2 separate regions of the Ovis aries genome follow, and region 2 is linked to region 1. A link is a contact called in public Hi-C data. All regions are on one chromosome and are shown on one strand. The core of a region is the stretch at or near the end of the contact, and the rest is flanking DNA. Distances in the headings are between cores, read along the strand shown.

Region 1 (6,279 bases), core at 3,706-6,205:
AACACAACACTGTAAACCGATTACACTTCTTTTTTAAAAACTGAGCATTGAAACCGACTACAGAGTTGGTGTGGGGTCTCTCCCCTCCCCACCACCCTAGGTTTCCAAATATCTTTCAGTCCCATCTTGTCTCCTGCACGGAGGCCATTTAACAGGGCATTACTAAGTGACTGCAAGCCTGGAACAAAAGCAAGACAGAATCAAAAGGATGTTTTGAGTTGGAGTGATGGCAGTCACTCATCAACCTCCTTATTGTAAGGACGAGAAAATGCCGGTCTGGGAAGCAGTACAACACGGCAGAAACTGCTGACAGAGTGCAGCAGACGGGGCAGAAGTCACAACTGTGTTATTGAATGGTACACACTGGTATCCCATTCGACCCCCCTGAATCTCAGTCTCCCTGCCTGGGAAGTGAAGATAACCACAGTTCCTCTTTTTCAGTTTTCTTGAATTAACAAGTATGAAGTTTGCTACCCAGTATGCACTGAGTAAACATAGCTACAATTAGCACAATCTAGGCCTAGCTCTGCCCTCTTCACTCTCCCACTGTTGTGCAGTAGAGGAACCCAACGCCATGTGTGCTGACGTTCTGCTAGGGCTTCATCCTCTGAGCTTCAGTACAAATTCTACCACTTCTTGGGAGACTTCAGCACCTGCCAGATTGGGAATTAACAATTCCCTCTTCCATGCTCTGTAGCTGTAGTCTGATCCAGCCTGTATCTCACTTTCTCCTGCGTTTGATTTTGTTTTGGTTATATCCAAAGCATCAGTTCCTTGAGATGAGGGATATTTGCTTTCTCCCTCCCTACCTCTATTCCCAGGTGGCTCAGTGGTAAAGAATCTGCCTGCCAGTGCAGGAGATGCAAGAGATGCGAGTTCGATCCTTAGGTTGGGAAGATCCCCCAGAGAAGGAAATGGCAACCCACTTCAGTATTCTTGCCTGAGAAATCCCCTGGACAGAGAAGCCTGGAGGGCTAACAGTCCATGGGGTCACAAAAGAGCTGGACACCACTTAGCAACTCAACGGCAACTCTCTTATCACAGCCCCCATACAGTCACCTTATACAGACTGGGCACTCGCTAAGTGTGTGGGCCTTTTCCTGAATGCATTTTTAACAACTCAGCTGTGTACTCTTGCCTGGAAAATCCCATGGACGGAGGAGCCTGGTAGGCTGCAGTCCATGGGGTCGCAAAGAGTCGCACACGACTGAGCAACTTCACTTTCACTTTTCAATTTCATGCATTGGAGAAGGAAATGGCAACCCACTCCAGTGTTCTTGCCTGGAGAATCCCAGGGACGGGGGAACCTGTTGGGCTGCCGTCTATGGGGTCGCACAGAGTCGGACATGACTGAAGCGATGCAGCAGCAGCAGCAGCAGCAGCAGCAGCAGCCATACTCATGAAAAGTATTTGAGAATTATGATTATGGAGTTGAACTGAGTTCTTAAACAATGTGGGTTTTGGATTTTCTGGTGGTATTTTTTTGTTCATATCGGGAGTTGGGCAAATATAAAAACAAATATCTAGGTTTGGCATGAGGACACCTGCTACACAGGGCATTTCTCTTTGAATCAAAGTCCTCTGCAGCTCTGCTTTTGCTGCGGTCCATGTGGCAATCACAGCAACGACCTTAGGGCCTGGTAGCATCCTCCCGTTTTACTACCGACAGCTCCTGGAAGCAAGAGAAGGGGGTGGAGCTTGTGCAAACAAAAACATGGTGAGTCCTGTCTGGGCAGGGCAGGAGGCCTGAGGCTGGTTCTGGGAGAGGAGACAGGAGAGGGAGGTGCTCTCGGGTCCTTCTGTGCCTCAGTTTCCCTCTCAGAATGATGGGGAAATTACCCTGTTCTCTAAGATGCTACCTCCCCAAACTGGTGACAATGGAATTTCAAAAACTGCCAGGACAGGGATTTCCCTGGTGGTCCAGTAGCTAAGACTCCACACTCCCAGTGAAGGAGGCCTGGGTTCGATCCCTGGTCAGGGAACTAGACCCCACATGTCATAACTAAGAGCTCACATGTCTCAACTAAAGGTCCATCATGCCACAACGAAGAGCAAAGTTACTGTGTGCTGCAACTGAAGCCTGGCCAGCCAAGTATCTATCTATATATATACACATACATACATATATATATATTTAACTGTCAAAGCAAATGGGCAGTGAATATCAAATTCAGCTGAGGTGGTCCTAAAGTACAGTGCTCCAAAGCAGAGTGAAGGCATTGTCTCTGTGCATAACAGATACAACAAGAGCTAACATTCATGAAGGGTTTACTATGTGTCAGGCCACGTGCTAAGCCTTCCTGTGTTTCAACTGATTCAGCCCTTCAAACAATACTATGAGGTAGTCACCATTTTACAGAAGAGGAAACTGAGGTGCAGAAAAGTTACAAAAGCTACACAACCGGTAAGTGGCAGACCCTGAACTAGTACTCATATAGTTGAATGTTACTGGCATGCTCTTAATTACGTTCCTGGATTGCCTTCCTGTGGCCATCTCTTTAAAAAAAATATTTTTTAATTTATTTATTTTTAATTGAAGGATGATTACAATGTTGTGTTGGTTTCTGCCATACATCAACATGGATCAGCCACAGGTATACATAGGTCCACTCCCTCTTGAGCCTCCCTCCCACCTCCCACCCCACCCCGCCCCTCTGGATATCACAGAGCCCCAGTTTGAGTTTCCCTGGGACTGCTCACAGTGCCTTGCATTGATAGGTGCTTTGTAAGTCTCTTCCCGCTTTTTCTCCTTCTAATTCCTTCCCTGGTTCTTCTACTAAGTGAGGTGTTTGACTGTTAACAGTGTTTCTCTAGTTGGGAGCTATAGACCCTTGGAGACCCATAATTTAATTTTTTCATAGTTATGATTTTTAAAAATGAACATAAACACATTCTGGGTCACTGGGATAACCGCCTGATACCAAGGACTGCCTTGTGATCTCAGTGCCTCTGTGAGCTCTGCCTTGACACCAGCAGTCACCACCCTCCTCATTACACTAATAAGAAAGGGACAGCACGAAGTTAATCTCGAATGATACATGCAACTCAAGTGAAAGTCAACTATTACAATGACACAGGGTGTGAACAGAAGGGACGTAGCTGGAAGGGAGGAAAGAGGTGAGAAAAGTGACTCAGTACAGGGCACTGGCCACACCATAAGACTGGTAGAGCCACCAGAACCCGGACGTACTCACTTCCGGGCCAAAGATACACGACGCGTGCAGCAGCTGCGTGCAGGCGTGCTAAGTCACTCCCATCTGTCCGGCTCTTTGCCACCCTATGGACTGCAGCCCACCAGTCTCCTCTGTCTAGGGGATTTTCCAGGCAAGAATCCTGGGGTGGGTTGCCACACCATCCTCAGGGGATCTCCCTGACCCAGGGATCCAATCCAGAGTCTCTTATGCCTCCTGAGTTGGCAGGCGAGTTCTATTGAGTAAACATCAGTAATTTAAATTTTATAGTTCTGGGAGAAGGACTTTATATTTGATGTACAAATTTATTTTTGCTTTATTCCTGGCTTGTTCAAAAGCTATAACACAAGTTTATATCTGGTTTTATATTTATAGCTAGCAATGCAACATTTTGAAAGAAAATAATTTAAGCCAAGCCTGCGGAGGCTGAAGATACTTTTGCCTTTAACACAGTGCCCTCAGGTTTTAGAATCACCAACAGTGACAAGCACATCAGTGACAAATGCGAGCACCCTGGGTCTGTCATTAACACACTGGTGTGAAATAGCCTGTGAGACCCCTCTCTTTTTGACAGCAGGCTTTGGTGGGAGAAATTCTTTCTCTGGTGGCTCAGACGGTAAAGAATCCGCCTGCAATGCAGGAGACACAGGAGATGAGGGTTCGATCCTTGGGTCAGGAAGATCCCCTGGAGGAGGGCATGGCAACCCACTCCAGTATTCTTGCCTGGAGAATCCCATGGACAGAGGTGCCTGGGGGTCTACAGTCCATGGGGTCGCAAAGAGTCTGGCATGACTGAGGAACTAACACATGGGTGGGAGAAAGGAAAGGCAGGCTAAATGGCTTCATAGAAGAAAAAAACGTGACCTTAGTGCATTGGGGCAAGTCATTCAACTGAGAAAACCCTCCTCCTGGGCCTTACCTGTCAGAGGGGTAATCAGTACTTTCTCCAGCTGAACCGTGGGTCCCTTGCAGTGACTCAGGGAAGCTGACCCACTGGGCGAGGAGGTGGCTCCACCCGCTGGCGCCCCGATAAAGAGTCGAGGCCGGTGGGCTCCCCAACCAGCCGGTCCCTCGAAGCTGCCTCGCCCCAGCCGCGCTCCGGGCCCGGGGCCCCGCTCTGGGTGCAGCCGGAGGGGATGCAAAGCCTGGGCGGTCCTGCCACCGGGAGGCAGGTTTCCGCCCCTGGGGGGGTCCCCAGAGGCTGGGTGAAGCGGGAAGGAGCTCGGGCATCACCTAAAGACTCTGAAAACTCTCAAAAGTGCATGTGGGGTGAGGAGCGCACAGGATTTGCTTCCAACTCTGCAAACTCGCGGAGGGGTTCTGCGCACACCAGGTGTGGCCCAGAGCCCCGGCGCTAGGCTGTCGACTTTGAGGGGGCTGGTTTTTCCGAGCAGGAGGCGGCGGGCCGGCAGCAAAGGCCTCGGGCTTGCTCCGGCAGGGGGCTCCCCGGGAGCCGGCGCGGGCAAGCGCGGCGAAGCCGGGACAGGGGAGCGCCGGGGGCCACCTGCGCTGAGCCGCGCGCCGCCGTCCTGCAGCCCCGAGCCAGCCTCTGGCCGCGGGGGCGACAGGGGCGGGGCCGCGGGGGCGGCAGGGGCGGGGCCTCGGGGGCGGCAGGGGCGGGGCCGCGGGCGGGGGGCGGGCCGCGGGCGGCGGGGGCGCGGCGTCCCCGAGGCCGGAGGCGGGGCGGCCGGCTTGGGACGCGCAGGGGGCGGACCCGTCGGCCGCCGGCCGGGCTCCCCGGCCCGCCCGCCCCGCTCGCACTTGGTCGCGCCGCAGAGCCGGCATGGGAGCTGCGCGCGCCCTCCCGGCGCCCACACCTGTCTGAGCGGCGCGGCGAGCCGGGGCCCGGCGGGCCACCCGGCGCGGGTGAGTGCGGGCGCGGGCGAGGGGCGCCGGCCCGGGGCGGGGGGCACCGGACAAAGGGAGGGCCTCTGCGCTCAAGGCAGGGGCACTGCGGGCTGCGGGGGCCCCGGAGACCTCGCTTCGGCCACCCTCGGGGCTCGAGGGCTGGGACCCGCGGCCTGCGGGAGCTCCACGGAGACTCGAGACCCGCAGGGCGTTTGGATTTCCACGGTGTCACCCGCGGATGGAGTGGGGAAAAGCAAGTTTTCGCAGCTACCATCTCGGATGCTGGGTGGGAATAGAAAAGAAGCCTGCTCTGGGCATGCTCGCGCGCGCACACACACACACACACACACACACACACACACACACACACACACTTACTTTTTCCCTTGAGTTTTGCAGCAAGGTCTGCAATTCCAGCAAGGTCTGCAAGTTAATTTTTTACCCTGGGCATGTAACTGTGAACACACCTTGGCAAGCAAGGAGAGGGCAGCAAACAGGTCGGAGAAAAGGCCCTCTTCTCTGGCGCTGTGACTGATGGCCGTGCGCTGCGCTAGGAACCGCTGTGTGAACTAGCAACAGTTCTTGGAAGCAAATCTTTCCTCTTCAGCGTGTGGACATTCTTCGTGGGTTCATTTTTAAATAAAAGCTGAAAGAAGTTTTTAAAAATATTTCACAAGAGCGAGAAGAATAATTTAGATGAAGGATAACTCCCACTCCTCTTCGGAATACAAATTCGGCTTGCTTTCAAACATCTCATGAGAAAGCAGCTGATAAAAATCCTGTTTGTTTTATTGCCTTTTGGGTGACACCCGTGAGACTTCAGAAATAGCGCCTAGCTGGTGGAAAGCTCCTGGTTGTTCGGGATCCCTGTTGGCTAGGGCTGCCTTCTGTTAGTTCCTGGAACTGAACTTGAGTGGTCCCTGTGCGGCTCCTTAGGAGGAGATCCGCGAAGGATTGGCGCAGATCGGCCAGTGTCAGTATCGTTTCGAGGAGGCCCTGTGATAAAGAGTTGAATTTGTGGTTTGAAGGCAGCTGTGGCCAAAAGCTGAAAGCCAAATTAATACCAAGCTATTTACTACACTTGTTTCAGAATCATACTTGTGCATAGAGCATTTAAAATAGACTTTATACGTGCACCTCTCAAGAGGTCTGTTAGACAGGGGTGGATTGGAGGTAGAGTGGAGAAGCAGAAACTGCCACAAAAGCCACTATATGTACTTGTGAAAGCGTTTGTGATCAT
Region 2 (6,000 bases), core at 2,848-5,347, 70 kb before region 1:
TCTGCCTGGTTCTATAATATTAGGTTCTAAAATCACTTGATGACTGCCCCTGTCCCCAGCCCTAATAACCAGGAGGGGTAACTACATCATGCTTCTCTTGTTCATGCCAGCTTGTATTTCTGGAGATGAGTCTTTGGTTCAGTGCTCCCTGGCCAGGATCAGCAACATAATTTTCAAGGCCCGCTGCAAAGTTAAAATATAGGGTCTCATGTTTAAAACTTCTTAAGAATATCAAGACATCAACAACAAAGCACCAAGGTAAGCATGGGGCCCTTCTGAGGGTGGGACCCCGTGCAACCCGACAGCTCACATGCCCATGAATTCAGTCCGGGTCCTGCAGGCCTTACTGAAATCTTTAGAATGACCTGGCTTTTCACCACAGATTCTCCCTCGGTTTTTGCAACACATCTGTCTCCCTGCTCTAACCTAGTACAGGCTTGCCTTGACCATGGCTGTTAGGACTTGTTGTTGTTCAGTCACTCAGTCATGTCTGACTGTTTTGCGACCCCATGTACTGCAGCACACCAGGCTTCTGCCCTTCACTATTTCCTGGAGCTTGCTTAAACTCATGTCCATTGAACCAGTGATGCCATCCAACCATCTCATCCTTTGTTGTCCCCTTCTCCTCCTGCCCTCAATTTTCCCCAGCCTCGGGGTCTTTTCTGATGAATTGGCTCTTAGCATCAGGTGGTTAAAGTATTGGAGCTTCAGCTTCAGCATCAGTCCTTCCAATGAATAGTCAGGGTTGATTTACTTTAGGGTTGATATTGGTTTGATCTCTTTGCTGTTCAAGAGACCCTCAAGAGTCTTCTCCAGCACCACAATTTGAAAGCATCAGTTCTTCAGTGCTCAGCCTTTTTTATTGTTCAACTCTCACATCCGTGCATAACTACTGGAAAACCCATAGTTTTGGCAATACTTGTCAACAAAGTAATGTCTCTGCTTTTTAATATGCTGTCTAGGTTTGTCATAGCCTTTCTTCTAAGGAGCAAGGGTCTTTCAATTTCATGGCTGCAGTCACCATCCACAGTGATTTTGTAGCTTAAGAAAATAGTCTGTTGCTGTTTCCATTGTTTCCCCATTTATTTGCCATGAAATGATGGGACCGGATGCCATGATCTTCATTTTAGGACCCGGTCTCCATTTATTGACCCTTTCCCTCATTTGTTCCAAACTGCCCCAACCTCCAGTAACCTACCCCACTCTCCAGACCCGCCCTCACACTGACATTCTCAGGAACACAGCTCACCCATTCAACGTTCCAGGCAATGACTATGTAATGTGTACAGATAGAGAACTGATGGAGAGAGAAAGAAGGCTGTGCAAAACAATTTCTGGCATCTGGAGTAATTTTTGCCTTTTATTAAATATATCTCTGCACTCTGAAGTTGACTCTCAACTTGGCCTGAGCTTCTTGAGGGAAATTTTGGGAATTTTGCCAAACAACAACACAGAGCTTCATATTTATGTTATAAAAGCCAGCAGTGTCATCACAGACAACTTCCTTCCTTTGCCCGAGCAATTTTCAAAAACACAGATCACAGCCGTATTCAGTACAGTAAACCACACCCTCCACCCTTTTAAAGTTATTGACAACAGCAAGGCAAGAACATGGAAGTCATATCCAAATGGAAAACACTGGCTCCAGTGCATCCTGTTGTGAAATCCTCAAGCATTGGGTTACAGCACTGACAACAAGGGAGAAATTAACAAACATCAAGAGGGGAAAGAGAACACGATTCCCGATGGAGAAAGACAAAAGGGGGAGAAGTCCAAAAGGCCACATAGGCCAAAATGTCCTGTGCGTACCCAAGACTCCAGCTCTTCTAAATCACTTCCGGTGGATAATAGCGATAATTTATTGGGTATTTGCCATGGGCCTGGCGTGGCTTGATTACATGTCATATTTATCTGGTCTTCCTAACAACCCTGGGCTTCCCTGGTGGCTCAGATGGTGAAGAATCTGCCTGCAATGTAGGAGACCCAGGTCCAATCCCTGGGTCAGGAAGATCCCCTGGAGAGGGGAATGGCTACCCACTCCAGTATTCTTGGCTGGGAAGTCCCATGGATAGAGGAGCCTGGAGGGCTACAGTCCATGGGGTCACACAGAGTTGGACACGACTGAGCGACTAACACTTTCACTTTTCACTTAACAATCCTGGGAATTAGGTATTATTCCCCTCATTTTATAGATGAGGAAAACTAAGGTCCAGAGAAGTAAGACGCCTTGCCCAGAGTCATGTGTCTTGGAAGTGGCTCAGCTGAATGTACAGATGACGCTCTGCAGGTCAGGAACCTTCCTTCGTCTATTCTGTCTCATTCCTGGCTGACTGACTGCGCCCATGGCCACAGTTGATGGCATGAGGCTGGAGGTCTGACACAAGAGCAGCTAATCCGTGGGATGGCCAGCAGCCTATGACTCGTGCAGCCAGGCTCAGAAATGCGATCTGGGCCCACTGGGCTCCTCTTTTAGATTTTAGAGTCTAGAAAATTATAGCCACCAAGTCACGGAAGCTGAGCTGAAGGCTGTTAAGATGCACTTAATACAGGAGCAGCCATTCTGGGTCACACGTTAACAAAAGTGAGGAGACCTACAGGCAGAGGGAGGGGAAAACAGCATGGATGCACAGGAAGAAGAAGAGATGTCAAGAGAAAGTGAGTACAAAATCAGAGAGAGACAGAGATGGAGAGATCAGGGCAGGGACACTGAGTCAAAGGGAAGAGAGCTGGGGTTAGCCCCTCGGGTTCCTGCCAGAGCCCCGACTTTAGGCCCCAGGAGTCTTGGCTGCGTTATGGAGCCCAGCTTGGGTTCCTGTAATGTCTCTGGGACCCCAGGACAAGCCTTTCTACATCAGGAGAGTGGGCCTCTGTGGCAACCTCCCCCCACCAAAATTCTGACTTCAACAACCTGACTGCAAAGCTATTCTTACTCTACATGCCTGCATGCCCCACCTCACCCCCTCGTTCACGATAAGGGCACCACCCACCGTGTGCCCCAGGGACAGCTGAGAAGCCAAAGGTCCCCTGGGCCAAGCTCCACGTGTCTCTTACTTTTATTAACCTTCTGTGGCCACTATCCCTGAGTGGAGACCGGGTCTCTGCCTCTGGGCCACTCCCCAGCAGTCCCAGCTTCCCCTCCAGGGTCACTCTTCAGGCCTCCTGTTGCCATGGTTACAGCCACCATCATCTCAGGTCCCTGACCTGGAGCTCAAGGGGCACCAAAGCAGGTGGTCAGCCTTGAACTTGGCCTCCTCACTTTCCTCTATGTCCCCTCCTCCCCCAACACCCAGATGTAGGCTTTGTAGAGTCTAGAGATTAATCTGGATACGGAGTAAACAAAAGCAGAAATAGTTGAGTCAAGAGGTCAAGATGTGAGCAGACCCTGGCTTCACATCTGGATCCTCCTCCTAATGGCTGGGTCACCTTGGGCAAGCTGTCGATCTGAGTCCTAGGTAACATGGATCTCTATATAATGATAGGGAAGGTGATGAGCTGAGGCCCCTTCCAGCTGCGACTTTCAAAAATCCCAATGTAAATGCCATTCCCTTTGCTTGGCACTTAGAGAACGTCACCCTGTCTGGATCCTTTCTGGAATTTGTGCTTAATCGTCACACCATTTTGGCTGCAAATATCAAAAAGGCTCTTCCCAGGTGGTGCGGTGGTAAGGAATCCACCTGCCAATGTAGGAGACGCAGGAGACATGGGTTCGATCCCTGGGTGGGAAAGATCCCCTGGAGAAGGAAATGGCAACCCACTCTGGTATTCTTGCCTGAGAAATCCCACGGACAGGGGAGCCTGGTGGGTCCAGTCCATGGGGTCAAGAAGAGTCAGACACGACTGAGCACAGCACATCACATCAAAAGGGGCTACAGAGGGGCTGAGCAGACTACAGGAAAGGACCCACCTTCATAGGGAAGATACCGAAACAAACTAGCTGAAGGTTCAAGCAAGAAGAAGGAAGTTCTCACACCTGAGAGAAGCCTGGTCACACCAACAGCCCCAGGAACTTGCGGGCAACTGTGTGAACAGCAGAGGTGCAGGGCGTGTGCATTGCTGAATTAGCAAATTTCTAAGGCATCTATCACAGCAGGCCCGCTTGCAGGCTTTATTTAGGTAAAACTCCCATTGAGCCTCAGCTCTCAGGGCCCAATCTGACTCAGAGCTTCAGAATCTTGGCCTGCAGTGCGATGAGTCATGGTGATGAAATTTCAAGAGAAAAGGACATTCTTAAAATTAGCTTTGAGACAGCAACTGGACGTACTTTTGCTCTGGAAGTGCCTTTCCCAGGTTATTTTAGTTGATGTCCTCTTTAAGGGGACTCAGATGGCTGGGTTTGCCTCTGGTTCCCTAACCCTCAGGCCCCTCAGAGGCCCAGCACTCCAGACCCTCCCTGTGCAGTTCCTTTCAAGGAAGCAAGTGCAGGCCCCGGGCACAGACCCTCAGGCCTGCTTTGACCCTCACACTTCCGGCTGTGGTGGTTCCAAGAGGGGCTGGAGTTCTCAGAGGAGCCTAAGGAGAGGACGGGGCTGGCTTGGCTTGACCACCCCCAGTGCTAGAAGTTCCACTGCCGAACACAGACGGGGCATGGGGGTCTCCTCTCACCCCATCTCATGAGCCCTCTGACTCTGCACAGGCCCCCTTGGCGCCTTTTGACCTGGCCTCCTCCCAGGGCAGGAAATCAAAGCCGATGCTGACTTTGCAGTCGGAATATTTCCATGAGCAATGAGATGTGGATGAACAATTTCTCCTCTGTTCCCTGTGCAACAGAGGGTTCTGTTGAAATCGGGCAGGAGTGGCTCAGCTCCCATCCTTGATTTCCCCCAATGGAGAGTTGGCTCTCTTCGTCTTCATCCCTCCTCTGGGACGTGCTGTCTTATGGGGACAATTGGGAATGCCCTCAAAAAATCCAAATGGGCACAGAGTTACTGGGTCTTCAGGGAACCTGGTAGGAGCTGTAAGTAGAAACAATGGGCACAGCCCAGCTGCTGAGCTCTGAGAAGGCCCAAAAGGTCTAAATAAATGCATCTCCCTTTTGCCATGCGTACACTCATTTAATCATTCACTTAACAAGAACTGAGGGCCAACCAACCATACAGCATCATGATGCTATTTTACAGGAACTACTGCCATGAAGAAGACACGGCTGCTGCCCACAAAGAACTCACCTTTTTAGACGGTTGTTGTTTTAATTACTAAGTCATGTCCAACTCTTTGTGACTCCATAGACTGTAGTCCACCAGCCTCCTCTACCCTTGGGATTTCCCAGGCAAGAATACTGGAGTAGGTTCCATTTCCTTCTCCAGAGGATCTTCCCAATCCAGGGATTGAACCTGCATCTTCTGCTTAGCAGGCAGATTCTTTACCACTGAGCCACCTGGAAAGCCCCATTTATATGGTGGTACTGGTAAACAGGGCAGGGCAGTGTGCACTCACAGAGGCTTCTACAAAATATGATGAGATACAGAGAGAAGAAATGGAAGGTACAGATGAGGGTAGGCTCTGAGAGAAAGGTGAAGGTGTTTATCATTAATTAAGAAAATTTAAAAAAATTATCCAAGCCAGTCTTCAGCAATAGATGAACCGTGAACTTCCAGATGTTCAAGCTGGATTTAGAAAAGGCAGAGGAGCAACAGATCAAATTGCCAACATCCGCTGGATCATGGAAAAAGCAAGAGAGTTCCAGAAAAACATCTATTTCTGCTTTACTGACTACGCCAAAGCCTTTGACTGTGTCGATCACAACAAACTGTGGAAAATTCTAAAAGAGATGGGAATACCAGACCACCTGACCTGCCTCTTGAGAAACCTGTATGAAGGTCAGGAAGCAACAGTTAGAACTGGACATGGAACAACAGACTGGTTCCAAATAGGAAAAGGAGTACATCAAGGCTGTATATTGTCACCCTGCTTATTTAACTTATATGCAGATTACATCATGTGAAATGCCAGGCTGGAAGAAGCACAAGCTGGAATCAAGATTGCTGGGAGAAATAGCAATAA

The links. A called contact is a pair of places that touch in the nucleus more often than the background predicts.
Region 2: a Hi-C map of tail adipose tissue shows a contact between it and region 1, with 2.9 times the contacts expected there. The contact joins the enhancer-like site here to the promoter of PRSS23 in region 1. A contact is called at or near these places in 2 of 16 Hi-C or Micro-C datasets (both in tail adipose tissue).

Annotation. Positions count from the first base shown.
Region 1 is chr21:8,281,228-8,287,506 of ARS-UI_Ramb_v3.0, reverse strand. PRSS23 (serine protease 23) reads left to right here and starts at 4,955. Exons shown (of 2, transcript XM_004019398.5): 1 at 4,955-5,057. LOC121817470 (a long non-coding RNA gene) reads right to left here and starts at 4,638. Exons shown (of 4, transcript XR_006057383.1): 1 at 4,111-4,638.
Region 2 is chr21:8,350,253-8,356,252 of ARS-UI_Ramb_v3.0, reverse strand. The region is part of intron 3 of LOC121817470 (a long non-coding RNA gene); the gene reads right to left. Among named protein-coding and RNA genes, the nearest start is that of ME3, 66 kb to the left of the region's middle. Within about 2 kb of position 4,097, at least 24 of the 54 cell types and tissues checked have an H3K27ac peak or open chromatin away from gene starts, as enhancers often do. A contact at or near this core is called in tail adipose tissue, where this site is marked.